Linked DNA regions of Mus musculus: region 1 is linked to region 2. Evidence: chromatin contacts called from public HiChIP or PLAC-seq data. All regions are on one chromosome and are shown on one strand. The core of a region is the stretch at or near the end of the contact, and the rest is flanking DNA. Distances in the headings are between cores, read along the strand shown. Region 1 has its middle 15 kb from the start of Arhgap23. Region 2 holds the start of Epop (elongin BC and polycomb repressive complex 2 associated protein).

The links. HiChIP or PLAC-seq counts read pairs in DNA pulled down with a chosen protein or histone mark.
Region 1: a contact with region 2 is called in an H3K27ac HiChIP or PLAC-seq map of extraembryonic endoderm stem cells. The contact joins the enhancer-like site here to the promoter of Epop in region 2. A contact is called at or near these places in 8 of 39 promoter capture datasets (the 3T3-L1 cell line, the C10 cell line, the HPC-7 cell line and 5 more), 2 of 15 datasets of contacts at CTCF or cohesin (embryonic stem cells and large pre-B cells), 18 of 484 Hi-C or Micro-C datasets (8-cell embryo, CD8 T cells, the G1E-ER4 cell line and 11 more), 28 of 115 datasets of contacts at active chromatin or transcription factors (bone marrow-derived macrophages, cardiomyocytes, craniofacial prominence and 17 more) and 6 of 9 other capture datasets (adipose tissue, bone marrow-derived macrophages, embryonic stem cells and 3 more).

Annotation. Positions count from the first base shown.
Region 1 is chr11:97,433,142-97,436,709 of GRCm38.p6, forward strand. It overlaps a transcript of Arhgap23 not described here. Among named protein-coding and RNA genes, the nearest start is that of Arhgap23, 15 kb to the right of the region's middle. Within about 2 kb of position 2,135, at least 374 of the 459 cell types and tissues checked have an H3K27ac peak or open chromatin away from gene starts, as enhancers often do. A contact at or near this core is called in 8-cell embryo, CD8 T cells, the G1E-ER4 cell line and 28 more, where this site is marked.
Region 2 is chr11:97,627,408-97,631,002 of GRCm38.p6, forward strand. Epop (elongin BC and polycomb repressive complex 2 associated protein) reads right to left here and starts at 2,309. Exons shown (of 1, transcript NM_175332.3): 1 at 1-2,309. The coding sequence starts at 1,874. The coding sequence ends at 765.

The DNA.
Region 1 (3,568 bases), core at 885-3,384, 190 kb before region 2:
CCACAGGTGAGAGCCACGTGAGTGACATCGGTGCTGGGAACCAAGCCAAGCTTGGACTCTGGAAGAGCCCTGTGCTTTCTTAACTGCTAACCTATCTCTCCAGCCTCGAAGGAAGCCATTTCTGAGTGTACGGTTAGTTCTGTGATGTTAGTGGTTTCTGCATTGACCCGTCACCGCTATCTTGCTCAAAAGGCATCTCTGTGTCATCAAAGCAGGAAGTGAGTGCCTAGTCAATCTTCTCCAGTCCCAGGCAGCCATCTTCCTTCCTTTCTTCCTCCCTCCCTTCCTTTCTTCTTTCTTTCTTTATTTCTTCCTTTCTTTTTTAAAAACTATTTAGATGCAGGGTTTCTCTGTGTAGCCCTGGCTGTCCTGGAACTGGCTTTGTAGACCAGGCTGGCCTTGAATTCAGAGAGCTCTGCCTGCCTTTCCTCCTGAGCGCTTGGATTAGGGGCGTGCACCAGCACTGCCTGGCCTGTCTGTTTTATTTTGTGAGACTAAGTCTTGCTTTGTAGCCTCGATTGGCCTGGAGTTTGCAGTGTACACCAAGATGGCTTTGAACTCAGAGATCTGCTTGCCTTTGCCCCTCAGGTGTCATATGCCACTATGCCTGACCTAGAACACTTTTGTGAATAATACTTACGTGTTTTCTGTGCTTTTGGGTTTGTAATTGTTGGATCATATAGTAATTCTACATTGATATTTTGTTTTGTTTTGTTTGTTTGTTTTCGAGACAGGGTTTCTCTGCATAGCCCCGACTGTCCTGGAACTCACTCTGTAGACCAGGCGGCTTTGAACTCAGAAATTCGCCTGCCTCTGCCTCCCAAGTGCTGGGATTAAAGGCGTGTGCCACCACTGCCTGGCTGATTTTTTTATTAATTATTTTATTCATTTACATTTTAAATGATATCCCCCTTCCCGGTTACCCCTTCACAAAGTCCCCATCCCCCCCCATGAATTTTTGATGCATTTATTTATGTATGAGTACTGTATTTGCATGACAGAAGAAGACATCAGACCGAAGAGGGCATCAGATCCCATTTCGGATGGTTGTGAGCCACCATGTGGTTGCTGGGAATTCAACTCAGGACCTCTGTATAAGCAGCTAGTGTCCTAACCTAGGCCTTGTTATTTTGATACAGGGCCTCTCATTTTTCTAGAGCCCAACAAGTAGGCTAGGGTTGTCTGGTCAGTGAACCACAGCGAACCATTTGTTTTGCCTCCCCAGCACTGGGACAACACCGAGATTACATACACACTGCCACACCTGGACGTTTTTGGGGGGGGGCGGGGGGGGTTTGAGACAGGGTTTCTCTGTGTAGCCCTGGCTGTCCTGGAACTCAGAAATCCGCCTGCCTCTGCCTCCCGAGTGCTGGGATTAAAGGCCTGTGCCACCACGCCCGGCTTTTTTTTTTTTTAACTTTTATTTATTTATTTTTATTAACTTGCTTGGGCTTGAACTTGAGTCCTTATTCTCCCAAGGCCCTTTACTGACTGAACTATTATTCCATCCCAGCAGTTTCTGAAAGCCTGCTCTGGACAAAGGCACTCTAGGGCAAATCCACTTCTGAAAAGCAGTAGCCTTCATCCTTAGGAGCTGTCTGTCCAAAGGGAGAGGCTGCAGTTTCTTTCTCCTGTCACTAGGGACAGATAGATGCAGGCCAGGTATTCCAGAGACCCCAGCCTGCCATGGGGCTACAAGCCCTTACTCACAGGGAGCTGCCAGAAGAGAGGACACCCAGAAGACCGAAGACAGCGCAGGGGTGTCTGGGTGGAGGGATTGTGGTGGGCCCTGACCCACACTGGCTGTGGTTGCCTTGGCAATGGCCTGGGTGTTTACTTTGTGGCTGACTCCGAGCTCCCTCTCTTCAGTAAGTGCTCATTTCCCACAGAGAGCAAAGACTCTGCCTTCAGCCCCGCCCCCTCGGCGTCAGCGACCTCCTGCTGGGCTCTCGCGTGCCAGCCTGGCATACTCCTCCTCTACTGCCACACTTGGGGTCTCATGTTGTCCATTCCCAGAGGGCCTAGAGGCCAGGTCTGTGGGCCTTCTTCCCCCTGTGAGGGAAGGGAGTGTGTCTCAGCCAATAAATGCCTCGGGTCAGCTGTGGGCGGAGCTACGGTGCCTCTGTAGGTCAGCAGTGGGAGGGGCCATGATGGCAAGTTCTGCATGTGCCTTGTCACTGTGTCTTGTGCAAGCCTAGCTGAGTAGCTACGTGGCTGGATATTAAACAGCTTGCATTTTCAAGCTCCTACTGTGTACCCTGGGTCGGTGCTGAGATTTTCATTTTTTGTTTTTGAAACGGTTATGCTATCCTCTAACTGTCCTGCTTCCTCAGTTGAAAGTACAGACAGGTACTATCACACCCTGCTAAGGCTTTCTTTTGTTGATTTAATCCTTCCAACATCCTTTGGGTGAAAGTTTGGACCCACCTTCATTTTGTGTGCTGACTCCTGTCTGCGATTGTTCCTTTCCCTCCTGGACAGATGGTGGTTGGGTGCCAGGCATGGAAAATACTCCCCTGCCCCCTACCTCAGCCTCCCTCTTCCTTGGCTATGACCCACTTTGAGAGGGGCAGGGATCACTGGTGTGTCACTGTGGTCTGAGAAGGAGAGCCCAGGTAGGGAAGACCTTTTGAGTCACCTGGTGCCAGCTGTCTGGAGCAGCCCAGGGTCCCCTGCTTCGCTGCCGATGTGATGCATGTCAGTGGAGGGGGTGGGAGCTTCAGCCTGCCTGGCCTGCTTGTCAACTTGGCCTGTTAGGGCATGTCAGAAGGGGCCTCTGCTCGATCGAAGCTGGGAACTGAGCTGTGAATGGGGCTAAAGGGTGGAGGAGGCCCAGGAGGCACTGCCCTGAAGGGAGGAGACTAGGCCAGGGGGCAGGCATTGTCTGTCACATGCTCCCATGGCTACCTTAGCCCTACCTCTGGATTTGTCACTGTGTGTGAGGTTGTGGGTGGCTACGGGTCTGTGTTTGATGGTGTGAGAGACCAGATGGATAATTCTCGGGGGTGGGGGTGGGGGCTCCTATTGGTCACCTGCGGTTCGGGGACCTAAGGTCTCGGAGGAGGTGCTGAGCAAGCAGAGGAAGGAAGAGCGGGCGGGCCTGACCTTGAGCCCTGTGACTCTGGCTTCCTGAGCTCAGGCTCAGCAGTGTATCTATCAGCTTCCCTCCTTCTGTCCCTGACCCTCGGGCTCTGGGCAGCTCTCCTCCCTGCCCCTGGTTCCTGGTGACTCTGCAGACTTCTTTTCCTCTGCTTTCAACCCTCGTCTCCTGGAGGGCTAGCCTGGGACAGCCCATTACCCATTACTGCTCTTCTTTGAAGTCCAGGCCCCTGACAGCATGTCAGGATTCCCCTTTGGGTGTGAGGACTGCCTGACCCGTGTCAATGAGAGCAGCTGGCTGGGCCAGAGTCTGGAGCTGGGGGACGCTGGAGGCACTCCTGACACAAGGGCCCTGCTGGCAGGGACTGTGCGTGCCTTAGATTTCCAAGGGGTCTCACCCTGGCCCATGGCACCACTCCACATGTGGTAGTTGAATGGATAACCCAGAAGGTAATGTCGAGGGATCTAG
Region 2 (3,595 bases), core at 1,059-3,558:
ATTTATTCCATCTTCCATCATTTTCCCCGGGAGTTTTTGGCTCCTTCCCCGGGCAAAGCCAGCCTTGGGCCACACAGCATGGCCCTCTTCCTCCTTTCCTCTCAGAATGTGAGGAGAACGCTGAGGCTGGAGGTCTCTTTCCTTCATCCAACCTTCCGGCAAAGGGAAACTCCAAAACTGGACAAAAGGGTAAAGTCTGCTGGCTGGGACTGAAGATCTTGACAAGGGAAAATCACCTGAACTTGGGGAGGGGGAGGACTACGGAGAGAAAAGAGGGAGGTGTAAAGGGTTAAAGGTCTGGGCAGTGGGGGGTGGGGGATGCCCCCAGGGAGCTGTCAATCACCTTCAAACCCCAACCACAGCCCCCACACCGCTAAACTGACCCTCATTCAAACATGGAAACAACCGGTTTGTCCATCACCAAGGTCCGTCCCTCTGTCCCTTTCTTTTGGTCTTCGGGCCTTAGCCGCTGTGCTCCCCTGCGGTGAAGGCTCTGCCCGCCCGCAGGGAGGACGGAGATGGTCACTAAGCTTTCTGCAGGCTTTCCCGGACGCCAGTCCTTGGATCTTCCACAAAGATGAGTAGAAAGAGCATCAGCCGGACCTCTCGGGTGCTTGAAGATCACTGTCATTTGAGGTCCCGCGGGCCACAGCCCATAAAATGCAAAGCAAAGATCAGCCAAATTTCAGAATCGATGCTCCCTCCTGGAGCCCTCAGTCTGTCCGGGGAACCCAACTTGCCCCCGGGTAGAAGAGGTCCGACGCTCATAGTTCTTCCAAGTTGACCCACCAGGATTTGAGACCCGGGGGCTCAGGGACAGCGGGTCCTCCCATCTGCCACTTCCACAGCGGGTGGGCAGGCGGCGGCTTGGCGTCTCCCTGGAGGCGAAGCGAGGAAGCCGGCCCTAGGTCTCCGTTCTCTTCCACCACCAGAGCTGGGGGACAGGGGAAGCAGTCAAGGAGGCTGAAGGTGCTCGATGTAGGAAGCGTCGGGACGGGCCGCCGTGGCTGCACACTGGGCGGGGGCGGCGCTGGCCGCCGTCGTTTCTTGGCTGCTCCACGGGCTTTGGCCGCGGGCCGTTCGGGCCCTCGGCGCAAACTTGGAGTGTCCAGGGCGAACCCCTTCGCGTAACACCAAAGTTTCGAGCGGCGGATCAGGCGGTTGAAATGTTCCTGGCGGAGATCGCGGGGCGGGTCCGGTGCTGCGTCTGCCGTCGAGGGGCTGAGCGCGGGTGCCTCAGGCGCGGTCGGCGCAGGGTCTCCACCCCCTGGAGCCTCGGAGGCCGGCACAGGCTGCTCGGAAGGCGCAGGCTCCGGGGAGAGGCCCGCAGGTGGCGACGGAGGCGGGGAGCCGGGCTCAAGGGGCGGACTGCTAGCTGCATCAAGACCCCGGGCTGGCCTGGGCGGGGACCAGGCGGGGTTGGTCGGAGAGTCCTGAGGACGCAGGGGAGCAGGGCAGCGGCCCGGAGGTGCGCAGGAACCAGCGCCGAAGTGCGGGAAGCCGCCTCCGCCCTCTTCCTCCTCTCCACCGCCTGGGCACACCGCGACGTCTGCATCCTCGCGGGCCGGGGAGCTCACGTCGCTCGGCCGCCCGGCCTGTCCCCCGAGGTGCTTCAGGCCGTCCGCGGCCCAGCCTCCTGTGCATGGCGAGGCCGGGGGGCCCAGCAGCACCGGGGTCCGCGGCGCCAGCTCTCCAGGCCCCAGGCCCAGGGAGGACGGCCGGGGTTTGGCAAGGGCGCAGAAGGCGAGGGCACGCAGGCACAGTGGGGAGAACTCTGGGGTCCCCCGACGCGGCTTCAGGGGCGTAGGCGAGCAGGGAGACCCCCGCGGGGAAGCGGGCACTGCCAGGCGGGGAGGAGGACACAGAGTCTCCATGGAGCAGCCTTGGGGGTCGCCCACTGCGGGGGCCCTGGTCCCAACGGCGGGATACCCCGGCGGCCCGAAGAGCCTGCGGGCCAGGGGAACATCGCCCCCCGTCGACGGGGAGGTCTGTGCTCACGGGCGTCCGGGGCCCACCACCAAGAGCCCGCGGCGGCGCTCCGGCTCTCTCCTCGGTATCGTCACGCGGCCCTCGCCGCGGCCGGACTCCTGGGTCCCCGCGCGTCCCCGGTGCGATCGGTCGCGCTTCCTGCCGCCGCGTTCCCGGCGCAATGCCCGGCACGATCACCCCTCAACGCCGAGGCGGGGGCAAACAAAGCAGCCGGCGCTCGCCGCCGGCGGGAAGGACCCCGGCCCGGCGCCCGGTGCCCGGGCCCAGCGGCGGGGAGGGCGCCTTCCGCCCTCTCAGCTTCTTTCTTCCCCGCTGGCTCCGGAGACCGCGTTATAGAGAACTGCCCCCTCGCTGCCCCAATACCAGCGCCGCGGCTGCGAGCCCGCCTCTGATTGGGCGCTGCTGCTCTGACGTCACGTAGACCCCACCCCTCTGGCGGCACGGCCCCCGTCCCCATTCCGCACACAGACACACACACGTGGACCCGGAGCTGCTGGGCTGGAGGGCGGAGAGCAGGGACGCGTGGATCTAGGCGCGCGCGGGTGGAAGTGCGAGGGGCCAGACGCACGGCTCCTGGTGGCCTGTTGATGGCCTGGGATCGTTTTAGCTGGTCGCAGGTCCAGTCACTTGTTTACCCAGTAGAAGTCGCGGTTTTTCCGCATCTGTAAAATGGGAAAGTTTGTTTCAGCCCTTTGGAAGAAAATGGTGCTCCGTGAATTCAGAGAGACAAACTCAAAACCAACGTAGAGGAAAAAGATGAAGCCGAGCGTCGGTGGCTTAAGAGCTTGGTGTAGCAAGGAGTCGCTTGCTAAGAGTGTCCTGTGGTCTTTGCTCAGGGCCGGTAGAACAGGGGCCTGGCACTCGGGAACTCAAAAGCAAACAAAAACGCTTGTAGAGTGAATGATTAGGAATTCGCTATATATGTGCAAGATTCATAAAAGAAAAAAATAAATTTGGAGAAAGGGGAGCTTCGACACACCCACGGAAGACAATAAGCTGACTTTCTCTCCGTACTTGTTTCCTTTTCTTGGTGAAGTATGGAAGTGCCCCACATCTTAACGGAATTCCAACGCGCTGGCACCGTTGGGAGCCTCCAGATCCCAGGACTCGACCATCTGGATCCTGAGCGACCTGAATGGGTGGAAAAGACCAAAAACCTTACTCTCCATCCACAAACAAAAAGTGAATAATTTCCAGAACATGCTCTGATAATGTACACATCTCTCACATCTCTTCCCCTCTAGTTCCTACACAGCCTGCTCATTTGTGAAACTGGCTTGTTCCTTAGTGCTGACCTCTCCTCGGAGTCTAGAAAGAGCTGGTGCCCTGGCTGCACAGTCGAGCCCAGCGGCCAGTAGAGCATCCAGTCTTGATCACTGCTATATCCCTACTGCCCAAACGGCACAATAAACATTTGTGAGTCTTTGGGCTATTCATCGTCATCCTAAAATCAGGTTAGAAACAGCTGCTTTTCATCTGCAGAAGTACACGAGATTTATATGTTGGCTTGGACTAGGGGTAGGATGAGACTGAGGGATACAGATTTTTCTTCTGAGCCAGGGCAAAAGAAAGCTCTCCCTCCCTCGCTGATAGGGTCTCACCCACC